2 separate regions of the Xenopus laevis genome follow, and region 2 is linked to region 1. A link is a contact called in public Hi-C data. All regions are on one chromosome and are shown on one strand. Each heading gives the region's core, a stretch centred on a gene start, on an enhancer-like site or on the middle of the called end of the contact. The rest is flanking DNA. Distances are from core to core; before and after follow the strand shown. Region 1 has its middle 16 kb from the start of h2ax.2.S. Region 2 overlaps phldb1.S (pleckstrin homology-like domain, family B, member 1 S homeolog).

Evidence for each region. Hi-C and Micro-C count contacts between places; a contact is called where the count stands out from the background.
Region 2: a contact with region 1 is called in a Hi-C map of the XTC cell line, with 3 times the contacts expected there. The contact joins two enhancer-like sites. A contact is called at or near these places in 2 of 4 Hi-C or Micro-C datasets (the XL177 cell line and the XTC cell line).

What each region holds. Positions count from the first base shown.
Region 1 is chr7S:70,087,597-70,093,224 of Xenopus_laevis_v10.1, forward strand. No RefSeq gene overlaps it. Among protein-coding and RNA genes, the nearest start is that of h2ax.2.S, 16 kb to the left of the region's middle. Within about 2 kb of position 3,380, at least 1 of the 7 cell types and tissues checked has an H3K27ac peak or open chromatin away from gene starts, as enhancers often do.
Region 2 is chr7S:70,177,641-70,182,737 of Xenopus_laevis_v10.1, forward strand. phldb1.S (pleckstrin homology-like domain, family B, member 1 S homeolog) reads left to right here. Exons shown (of 15, transcript NM_001096127.2): 10 at 31-133. Among protein-coding and RNA genes, the nearest start is that of phldb1.S, 25 kb to the left of the region's middle. Within about 2 kb of position 3,126, at least 1 of the 7 cell types and tissues checked has an H3K27ac peak or open chromatin away from gene starts, as enhancers often do.

The DNA of each region.
Region 1 (5,628 bases), core at 2,130-4,629:
GGGGGGCTGTATTATGGATGGCTGCTGGCACAGGTACAGGGGGGCCTGTATTATGGATGGCTGTTGAGCTTGCTGGTTCAGGTACAGGGGGCAGTAATATAAATGAAAAAGTGTTGTACATTTTTTTGCTTTCTTTATTTAAAAACCATCATGGTAAGGAGGTAAATGGTAATTCAGGACAGGGGGGTGCTGATTGAAGCTCTTGCCTAGGGTGCCAAACTACCTTGGCCCGCCATCGGCAGGGAAGCCATTCATATGTGAAAAAAGTCATATTAAGACATATGAAAAAGGAGAAAAACCGGCTCTAATCTTCTCAGGACAATTATAGACACATACATTAAAGCTATATTGATTTTAGATTACTTATAAATTTCACGGGTTAGGTCCCTTGTAGGTGAAAATAGTATATTATTAAATGAATCGCTTGGCAATTCTTACCAAGCAGAAAGGTTTGACCTGGGTGTCCAGACCCCAGGCCCTTCACTTAAATTAGTCAATGAACGGAAAACAGCCGAAGGGCTTTGACTCACCGAATTAGCCGAATGGTCCGGGTGCCGTGCCCCGAACCCGTAGCTTAGGCAAATTCTATCTTCACAATAAAGCAGCACGCACTCCTGCGACCATAGCCATGAGGATAAAATTGTAACTTTATTCCATGTAGTTAAAAAGTAAGCGTCCTAACACGTTTCGTATCAACAGATACGTAATCATAGGCCTATGATTACGTATCTGTTGATACGAAACGCGTTAGGACGCTTACTTTTTAACTACATGGAATAAAGTTACAATTTTATCCTCATGGCTATGGTCGCAGGAGTGCGTGCTGCTTTATTGTGAACATATTAAGACATACCCTTAAATCCATATGCCTCCTCCTCCCCTGTGTATAATACAGTACCCCAGCATATGATTAAACACCTTAGGGGCCCCTTACAATAATTTTCAAATGCTAACAAACCCCCAGAATAAATACCAGGCTTATGTTCCATAGATATCATAGTTCAGGCAGAGTATGGTACACACAGGGTGCAAAGAGCAGGCAAAGTATGACACACACAGGGAGCATAGGGAAGACAGAACAGAACACGAGACAGGAAAATCAGGACCACTCTAATATGTACTTCATACAGTGACACAGTGCTGGTGCTCCATTAGAATTTTGTATAAAGTGTGAACAGGAGAACAATGTGGGCAGTTTCAGTCTGGGTCTCAGGTTTGAACAGTACAGGCCTTTAGGATCTGAACAATAGAGGTTTCACAAGTGTGAACAATGCAGGGAATTACAGTGTGAATTTGAGGTTTAAACAATGCAGGGGCCAGTTAATTTCTGTAGTGATACCTTTTAAACCTTACAAATGGTAAACAGACACAGCAGGCAGACTTTGATGTGGAGGGCCACATAAGGGGGGGTCGCAGGCCGCCAGTTGGACAGCCCTGATTTGCATTATATCAACGTAAATACTTGAAGTCATATGGTTTCTGAGCAGCACATAACATTTTTACAGACAACACAAAGACAAAGGAGGTATGATAATAAAAATGTTTTCACCAGGTGTAATTACCTAGAGTCGACTGGCCCACCGGGATATCAGGAGAACTGTTCTTGCTAAATGGGGCATATAAAATAGATTTAGATCAGGTGCTTAAAATTGAAGCAAGGACATTTACCTCCCTATAATTATTCCCTTATTAGGAGAGTTTTGAGAGTTGTAGGTTTAACAGCAGCCATAGGGAACAAGCCCGGGGCCATTTCTTCCCCTTCCAGGCATGCAAGAAGGGGCACACGGTGTGACAAAGCGTGTGCTGGGGGAAGGAGCATGCTCAGAAGCATGCCAAATGTAAGACTCAGCAGGGGAAGAGGGTCCCCTACTAGGGGTAGGCAAAATAAGAGGTATTTGCTTGGCACCCCCAATTTGTTGCACCCTAGGCACCTACCTCTTTTGCCTACCCCTATTTCTGGCCCTGATATGGAACACAGGTGAACCTTTGAACTCAGTTTATTAAGGAATTATCAAGAATAAATAGTTACAGGAAGAATAAAGATTACAGGAAGACTATTTCCCATAGAGCCAATTTTAAGCAAATACAGATATAGGCTCTATTAACATATGAAGTGGAAAGAGGGGGGGATTGGCCGCTCCAGACTCACCTCCTGTGTGTATAATTAATACAGCTCCATTCTGCTCTATCGGGTGCTCAACCACCAGTGCTCTCACTGTAATCAGACTTGCAAAAAAATTGGAAAGGCGGCACTCCGATTAAAAAGAAAGAGGTGGTTTATTTCAACAGGTCAGAGACTGACATCGCCTGACGCGTTTTGGGAGCAACTCCCTTAATTATAGCCTATGATTAAGGGAGTTGCTCCCGAAACGCGTCAGGCGGCACTCCGATTATAAAGAAAAAGGTGGTTTATAGGCTCTATTTTCCAGAATTCTTGGGACCTGTGGTTTCCAGCTAAGGAATCTTTCCATAACCATATCTGAAGTCTGCTTAAAATGATTTAAACGTTAAAAAAAACCAATAGGATTGTTTTGACACCAATATGGATTTATGCAGCTTAGTTAATATGAAGTTCAAGGGATTACTTTATTATCACAGAAATAAGGGAAATAATGTAGCTCACCTGGAGGGCAACCACAGACTATATAATCCTTCCTGGGGGGCTGTGCTCCCCAGGTACTAAAGACAACCATGTTTCCAGTCCCAGTTCAAAAATTGTCATTGCTGCATAAAGTCAGTTAATTTGCATTTTGGGAATTAGAGCCACAGTACTCCATACAATATGTTTGTGGTTTGTTTCTAAACAGCCATAGCAATGTTTCCAAGGACTCATCCTCATATTAGGTAAACAAAGCTGCTTGTACACGTGCATCTATCATGGGAACACAGTTGTAAGGGGCCCTTCCACCCAGAATCGTATTCTGATCATATATGTATTGTTAGAGTAGTGCAAGATCTTTGTTCCTTTCTTTGCATCAAAAGAGACTTCCAAATGAAGGCTAGGTTACAGAGGGATCTTCGATGAGACCATGATCTTCCATGAGAGGCAGGTTTAATGATGACAGACCAAGGATTAGACACAGGTAAAAAACACCCCCCCCCACACACACACACACACAAACAAACACACCCAATTGCCAATTGTCTTTCAAAAATGAATGCCATTTTCAAATGCTGGTGCTTTTCATTTTGTTGAGCACTGTGCTACCAAAAACTTCCCACTAGATGGCGAGATGAGTCCAGGATACACCTATTGTAAGGAAATACCCATATGATAACATGATTTAGCCTTTTGCTAGGAAGAAACTACTCCCATGGGCTTATTTGGAAATCAGCTTAAAGGAACAGTAACACCAGTGATCCCCAATCAATAGCTCGCTAGCAACATGTTGCTCACCAACCCCTTGGATGTTGCTCCCAGTGCCTCAAAGCATGTGCTTATTTTTGAATTCCAGGCTTGGAGGCAAGATTTGGTTGCATAAAAAACAGGTGTACTACCAAACAGAGCCACTTGTAGGCTGCCAGTCCACATAGGGGCCACCAAATAGCCAATTACAGCCCTTATTTTGGCACCCCAGGAAGTTTTTGCATGCCTGTGTTGCTCCCCAACTCTTTTTATTTTTGAATGTGGCTCACGGGTAAAGAAGTTTGGGGACCCCTGAGTAACACCAACAACTGAAAGTGTATTCAATTATTTAAAATATAATGCAGTGTTGGCCTGCACTGGTAAAACTGGTGTGTTTGCTTCAGCAACTGTACTATAGTATATATCAGTGGTCCCCAACCAGTAGCTCGCGAGCAACATGTTGCTCACCAACCCCTTGGATGTTGCTCCAGTGGCGCCAAAGCAGGAGCTTATTTTTGAATTCCAGGCTTGGAGGCAAGTTTTTGTTGCATAAAAATCAGGTGTACTGCCAAACAGAGCCTCTTGTAGGCTACCAGACCACATAGGGGCTACCAAACAGCCAATAATAGCCCTTATTTGACATCCCCATAGACAAACGTTTCCATGCTTGTGTTGCTCTCCAACTCATTTTTACATTTATATGTGGCTCACGAGTTAAAAAGGTTGGGGACCCCTGGTATATATAAACAAGCTGCTGGGTAGCTGTGGGGGCAGCCATTCAAAGTTGAAAAATAAGAAAAGGCACAGGTTACGCAGCTAATAAGCCCTGTAGTATACAATGCGATTCTACATAGCTTATCTGTTATCTGTTATTTGTCATGTGCTTGAATAGCTGCCCCGTGGCTACAAAGCAGCTTGTTTATATAAACTATAATAGTCTTTTTGAAGCAAACAACCCAGTTTTACCAGTGCAGGGCAACACTTCATTATTTATTCATTACTTAAAACACTTTGATGTTACATAATGACACACAAGACAATTAGTTGCTGCGTTTTTTAAAACTGGATTAAAATCCCTATTGTATGGATTTTACGGCTACTCGCTCAAAAAAAAAAGGTCTGGCAGCGACTTTGAGAAACAGCAGCTTGAAATAGCACTGTGTATTTTTCTTGTGGTTACTTGTATCTCTTTGGATGGGAGGGAAACTGTGGCGATCAGTCGCTGCGAGTTTTAAAAACCCAGATCGCAGCAACTGATCGCCAAAGTTTCCCTCCCATCCAAAGAAATACAAGCCAACATGGATAAAATACACAGTGCTATTCTGGAGCTGCTGTTGCTCCAAGTCACCCCATATGTCTTTGCCCTAACATCAGGCAATTATTGCCTGGAAAAGTAGACCACACAAATTACAGCAAGAGATTAATACAGAAGTGAACCGAGCACTTTGGTGCCATGTTTGTAATCACCTGGCACGTCAATGCCCTTATATGAAAAAATTGGGTTGAATGTGATACCTTTTGTTGTAGTACTATGGACAAACTGACAGGAATGCTCTGTGTTTGCACCAAACCAATGAGCTGGTGGAACTGCAGTGGGGACACCAATGGTGGAAATATTGCAGAAGAGGGTGCAACGATGGTGAAGTGTCTGGCACAGCTGGTGAATCTGCAGCACATGAAAGACTGAGAGAGAGCTGTGGGGGCACTGCTGTTGGAAGTGAGGCTGAAGACGGGGCACTGCTGCTGGAGATGCAGCTGAAGATGGAGCATCACTGGTGGATCTGCGGCACATGGAAGAGTAGGACACTGCTGGTGGAACTGTAGCATAGAGAGTCGGCACTGCTGGTGGAACTGTGGCAGACTGAAAGAGCGGAGTTGCTGGTGTTTTGTTTTAAGGAGGTGGTGCTGTTGCTCGTACTACAGTAAAAGCAGAGGCACAGGATACACAGTAGATATCAGAAAAGCTAATTAGTATAGAATAGGATTACTTATCTGTTATCTACTGTGTATCCTTTGTTTGAATGGCTGCCCCCATGGCTACACAACAACTTATTTATATCAACTATAGCTGTGTTTCTAAAGCAAGCACAGCTTTACCGGTGCAGGACAACAGTAAATTATCTTGTCATTTATTTGTTCATTTATTTAAAACACTTTTTTTGTTACTGTTCCTTTAATTTTATTTTTCTCATGGTAACACGATGTTATCAGTAAGCCCAGAGAAATGCAGAAAAAAGAAGACATTAAAGGAACAGTAATATCAAAAAATTAAAGTGTTTTAA
Region 2 (5,097 bases), core at 1,876-4,375, 90 kb after region 1:
TATTCCTGGAAATGGTATAAATCTTTGCAGAATGCCCCTCTGACACAGAATGGCACAGGCAGTCTCTCCAGAGGATTGGCAGTAACAATGCAAGACATCCAAAGCAAAAGACAGCTGGCACTGCAGCAAAAAGGTGAGTTTTAGAAAAATAATGCCACATCCAATACAATGCGTAGCAGACCCATGCAAAGCATTATCCCTTGTGCTCCATGAAGTTCATGTGCATTATATGTGCCTGTTTTGTTCCTGGTCAACCATTTCCCTTACTACGTAATGTCCTGTGAACTGTGCAATAGGTTTCACACCTTTGTGAGTGATGTGTGTGTATACAACAGAACATTTTGACTACAAATAAAATATGTGCAGTATTTAAACTACAATAATAATTTGACTTTTTATCTCTCACATACTGTGTTTCTCATGGCTTACGCTGTGCTTTTCCCTCCACACTTTCACCCTGTCTCTTGTGTGTGTCTTTTGAGCAGACAGTCTGAGCACAGAGGATTCTCTTCCATCTGAAGTTGCAGGTAGTTTGACATTAATAATCCCCTGCATGCAAAAATAATCATAGCAGAGATGATTTTCAGAATGCATCAAGGAATAATTTTGCACTAAAACACCAAAGCATTATTGTGCCTTCATCATTCCTTCATCTTTCCATGGGCTGTATTGATGCTGTGGCTGATATCTTTATACTAATGTAATTTACCAAGTTATATTACAGTACGTAGTGCTGGCAACCCTTTATGAAATATTAGGTACCTACTACAAGATCATTTAATATATATGTTGGTTCTCCTTTTGCTTCTAAAGCAGCCTTTATCCTTCACTTCCCTGAGTAGGATTTCCACTAGTTGGGATTTTTTTCATTCACAAGTGAGAATATAAACAAGTCTGACATGGTATTCATCTCAGAGTTACCTGAGAACACACTCAGTGTATTTTGGCAAAGAAACGTGCCACTGCATTTCAAACTGAAATCCAGAGAGTGAGAGTATGTTTGCTCGGGAGCCGGTAGAATGGTTCAGGATGCAAAAAGGAGAGGTAGGTACTGCCCATGTAGGGGCTGAAATCAGCCTGCATATTTCAGCAGGCTGCATTCATGGCCAGGCCTGTCAGATACTCCCATTCCCATGTCTACAAACTAGGTGGTCATACACCGATAATATCATACAAAACAAATTTTTGTACAATATTTGGTGTGTGTGGTGGGAGCCGAGCCGACCGATATCGGTCAGCTCGTCAATCGAGGAGCGTAATTGTAACGCCTATGGCCACCTTAATTCAGTATGGATCTTATGCTGTGCCAAGAATTATTATCCTACTGAAACAGGTTTTCTCCAAAGTCGAAAGCACAGATGTAGTTGCACTTGTCTCAGGCAATGATGGGTGAGTCTTAAACAGCCAAACATACTTTTTGGCAATATATTATATGTCCTGCCCTAGAAAATTCTCAGTGTTAGTATTTTTGCCCGGTTTCACAGGTAGATTATTTGATTTGGCCCCAATGCCTGGTTTCTCAGGTAGATTATTTGATTTGGCCCCAATAAAAATAATAACGTTAATAGAAATATGGTAAAAATGGCCAAACTGAAGTAAAAGCAGACCTTATTAAAGGAAAAGTAACATCAAAAAAAAAAGTGTTTTAAAGGAATGATTATATAATGTAGTGTTGCCATGCACTGGTAAAATTGGTGTGTTTGGTATAGAAACACGACTATAGTTTTATATGTGACTATTAATATTTTCATTCATCCAGGTCATGGTACATCTAGTATAGTTAAATCTAAAACAACTGGACTTGCTGGGTAATCATTGGACGTTTTACTACTCATCTCAGCAGCTTCTTCAGTTCAACTGGGAAATTCTCATCATATAAACTCTTCCACTAATCCAATCACAATGGCACATTGTAACTCTTTAGAGAGGTGTTGATTCTGTGTAGTTACCATGATATGATACCAATGTAGCATGCAACATCTAGAAAAAGGTGTTACTTGTGAGAGTTGCATGAATAGATGTGTGAAGTGTTCTGAATCGCCTACGAAGGGGGAATGCCCCCGAAACGTTGTGATGCTAAGATAAACACGTAAGGTGCTTGTCCCCGGTTTGAAATTGCCATGAGTGCCGGTACCTATTTTTCTGTTCCTGTCAGTTTGGGGGAAGTGCCGACTTTAAAGGGTCCGTGAACCGGGTTTAATTATCTCTGAAGGGCTCGGGTGTGCACGTGCTTCACTTGGCTAAGTGTTCTGAATCTGCCAGTAAACAGATGTGAGAACAGCATTGTATGTAGCAGACAGGTGGTGTCGAAGGCCCCCGCCTCTGTTCAGGGATGGTTTCTCCACCTTGACATGAATTGCCTCTTTCTGACCTCGTTCAAACCAGCGTTCTTCTTTATCCAAGATTTGGACCTTGCTATCTTCAAAGGAGTGTCCCTTGTTTTTTTAGGTGTAGAAAGACAGCAGAGTCTTGCCCTGTACAGTTTGCCCTCCTATGCGGAGCCATTTACTTGGCGAGCTTGGATAAAGAAGCTGGTTTGAACGAGGCGTGAAAGAGGCGATTCATGTCAAGGTGGAGAACACCACCTGTCTGCTACATAAAATGCAGTTCTCACATCTGTACCCCTGCGGATTCAGAACACTTCACACATTCATGCAACTCTCACAAGTAACACCTGTTTCTAGGAGTTGCATAACACATTGGGTAATCCTATGACACCTCTGTAAATTTCAGTTGTCACCTCTTTGAAGAGTTACAATGTGCCATTGTGATTGAATTAGTGGAAGAGTTTATATGCCGAGAATTTCCCACACCAGTCAGTTGAACTGAAGAAGCTGCTCGGATGAGTAGTGAAAGGTCTTCAATGATTACTCGGCAATTCCATTTGTTTTAGATTTACCTATACTAGATATTTTTTATAAAAACAAGCTGCTGTGTTGAAGTTCTGAAGCATCCCATTGTATACTACTGAGCTTATATGTTATTTGCTGTGTATCGTGTGCCTATTGTTTTTTAGTTATCATGTGTATATTGAATATTAAGGTACTAATGATGATATCAGTTGCATGCTTTAACTATTTTAACATGTGCATTCAGGAGGCTCTATTGGGGGTTACATTGTAGCCAGGCAATCGGCACGTGTACACCATGTAAACTCTACTGCACATGCACTTATTGCCAAAGGAGATACTAGGGGTGGGAAAAGGAACATTTAAATATTTTCGAGCAGCTGGTCACGTATTCCCTGGAGCACACAGTTGAAACATAGGTAATGTCAGTGTAAGGGCAGTCTAAGGGGCACATTTACATGTGAATTATTGCTACAGGAAGGCTCCGCCATGCTTTGCGCAACTACGTCAGATGTTATCTCCTGGCGAATACGTGTATTTATCAAAATTTCTCCACAAATGAACACTGGCGTTCTTGTGCCAGCAAAAATTCATCTGCACAAAAGTTTGTGTATTTTCTCTAGGGGCCGATTCACTAAATTCGAGTGAAGGATTTGAAGTAAAAAAACTTCGAATTTCGAAGTATTTTTTGGGCTACTTCGACCATCGAATGGGCTACTTCGACCTTCGACTACGATTTAGAATCAAAGGATTCGAACTAAAAATCGTTCGACTATTTGACCATTCGATAGTCGAAGTACTGTCTCTTTAAAAAAACTTCGACCCCCTAGTTCGGCAGCTAAAAGCTACCGAAGTCAATGTTAGCCTATGGGGAAGGTCCCCATAGGCTTTCCTAAGTTTTTTTGATCTAAGGATATTCCTTCGATCGTTGGATTAAAATCGTTCGAATCGAAGGATTTAATCGTTCGATCGAAGGAATAATCCTTCGATCGTACGATCGCAGTATTTGCGCTAAATCTTTCGACTTCGATAGTCGAAGGATTTCAATTCCTAGTCGAATATCGAGGGTTAATTAACCCTCGATATTCGACACCTTAATGAAACAGCCCCTAGTGTCACTTTCTACCTAGTGAAACTTCATTAACATACCTACAGTTATGTCAGTATAAATATGGCAGGTACATAAAGGTCATATGTTTGTATGTATTTTATTAGGGATGTTGGTGAAATTGCAGGAAGTGGCCACTTATTAAAAATGTCCCAGAAAGATAAATAAAGACAAAATTGATCCTCTATTCTCCTATACATGAGACCACCCTAAAACAAATGTGGCATGAGCTTCAAATGGTTAAAAAGGTTTAAATAATATATATTTAACAGTTACAACTTTTAAACCTAATCCTACATTAATATATGAAAAAACGCCAGTGTTTTGTCTATTTTTTTAAACTTTTTTGGAGTACAGGATATCATGTCACTGGCATAATAATGTTGAGGATGTAGCTTCATTTTATCAATTTGCCAGCCAGAATCTGGCGAAATATAATTTGGTGAAAAGGTAACGTATAGAAAAGTTCATGCTTTTAAATGGATAAGGATTAAAGATCGTTCGCCAGGGTGAAAATTCGCCTGACAAAATGCCGCAAAACTTCTCTTGCATTGAGCTTTCTCCCTAGTGAATTGTCTTCTTCGCCTTTTACTAGATTGACAATATCCCTATGAATTTTCACTTAAAAAAAGCTCTCTAATAAATTTCCCCCTATATGTGGATCTTGAGTTGGAGTAAATTACAGGGAAATACAGGAAAAGCCAGTACAGCTAAGAATTGAAGGCACATATTGCCTTTCCAGCAGTGTTCAGTATTATCTGTTTCCATTGTTCTTGCTGGTCAAATAACTAAAAGTCCAATTTGGAAATTTTTTACACCATTTGAGGCCAAGTTCAAATCAATATTCAACAGCAGAATATGTTTTCAGTTGTACAAACCATAATCAAATGACACTGTATGTCACAAATCAATACAGGTATGGGACCTGTTATCCAGAATGCTTGGTACCTGGGGTTTTCCGGATAACGGATCTTTCGTAATTTGGATCCTCATAACTTAAGTCTATTAGAAAATCATTTAAACATTAAACCCAATTTGCTGGGTTTGCTTCTAATAAGTATTAATTATATCTTAGTTGGGATCAAGTACGTATTACAGAGAAAAAGGAAATCCATTTTAAAAAAATTTGATTATTTGGAT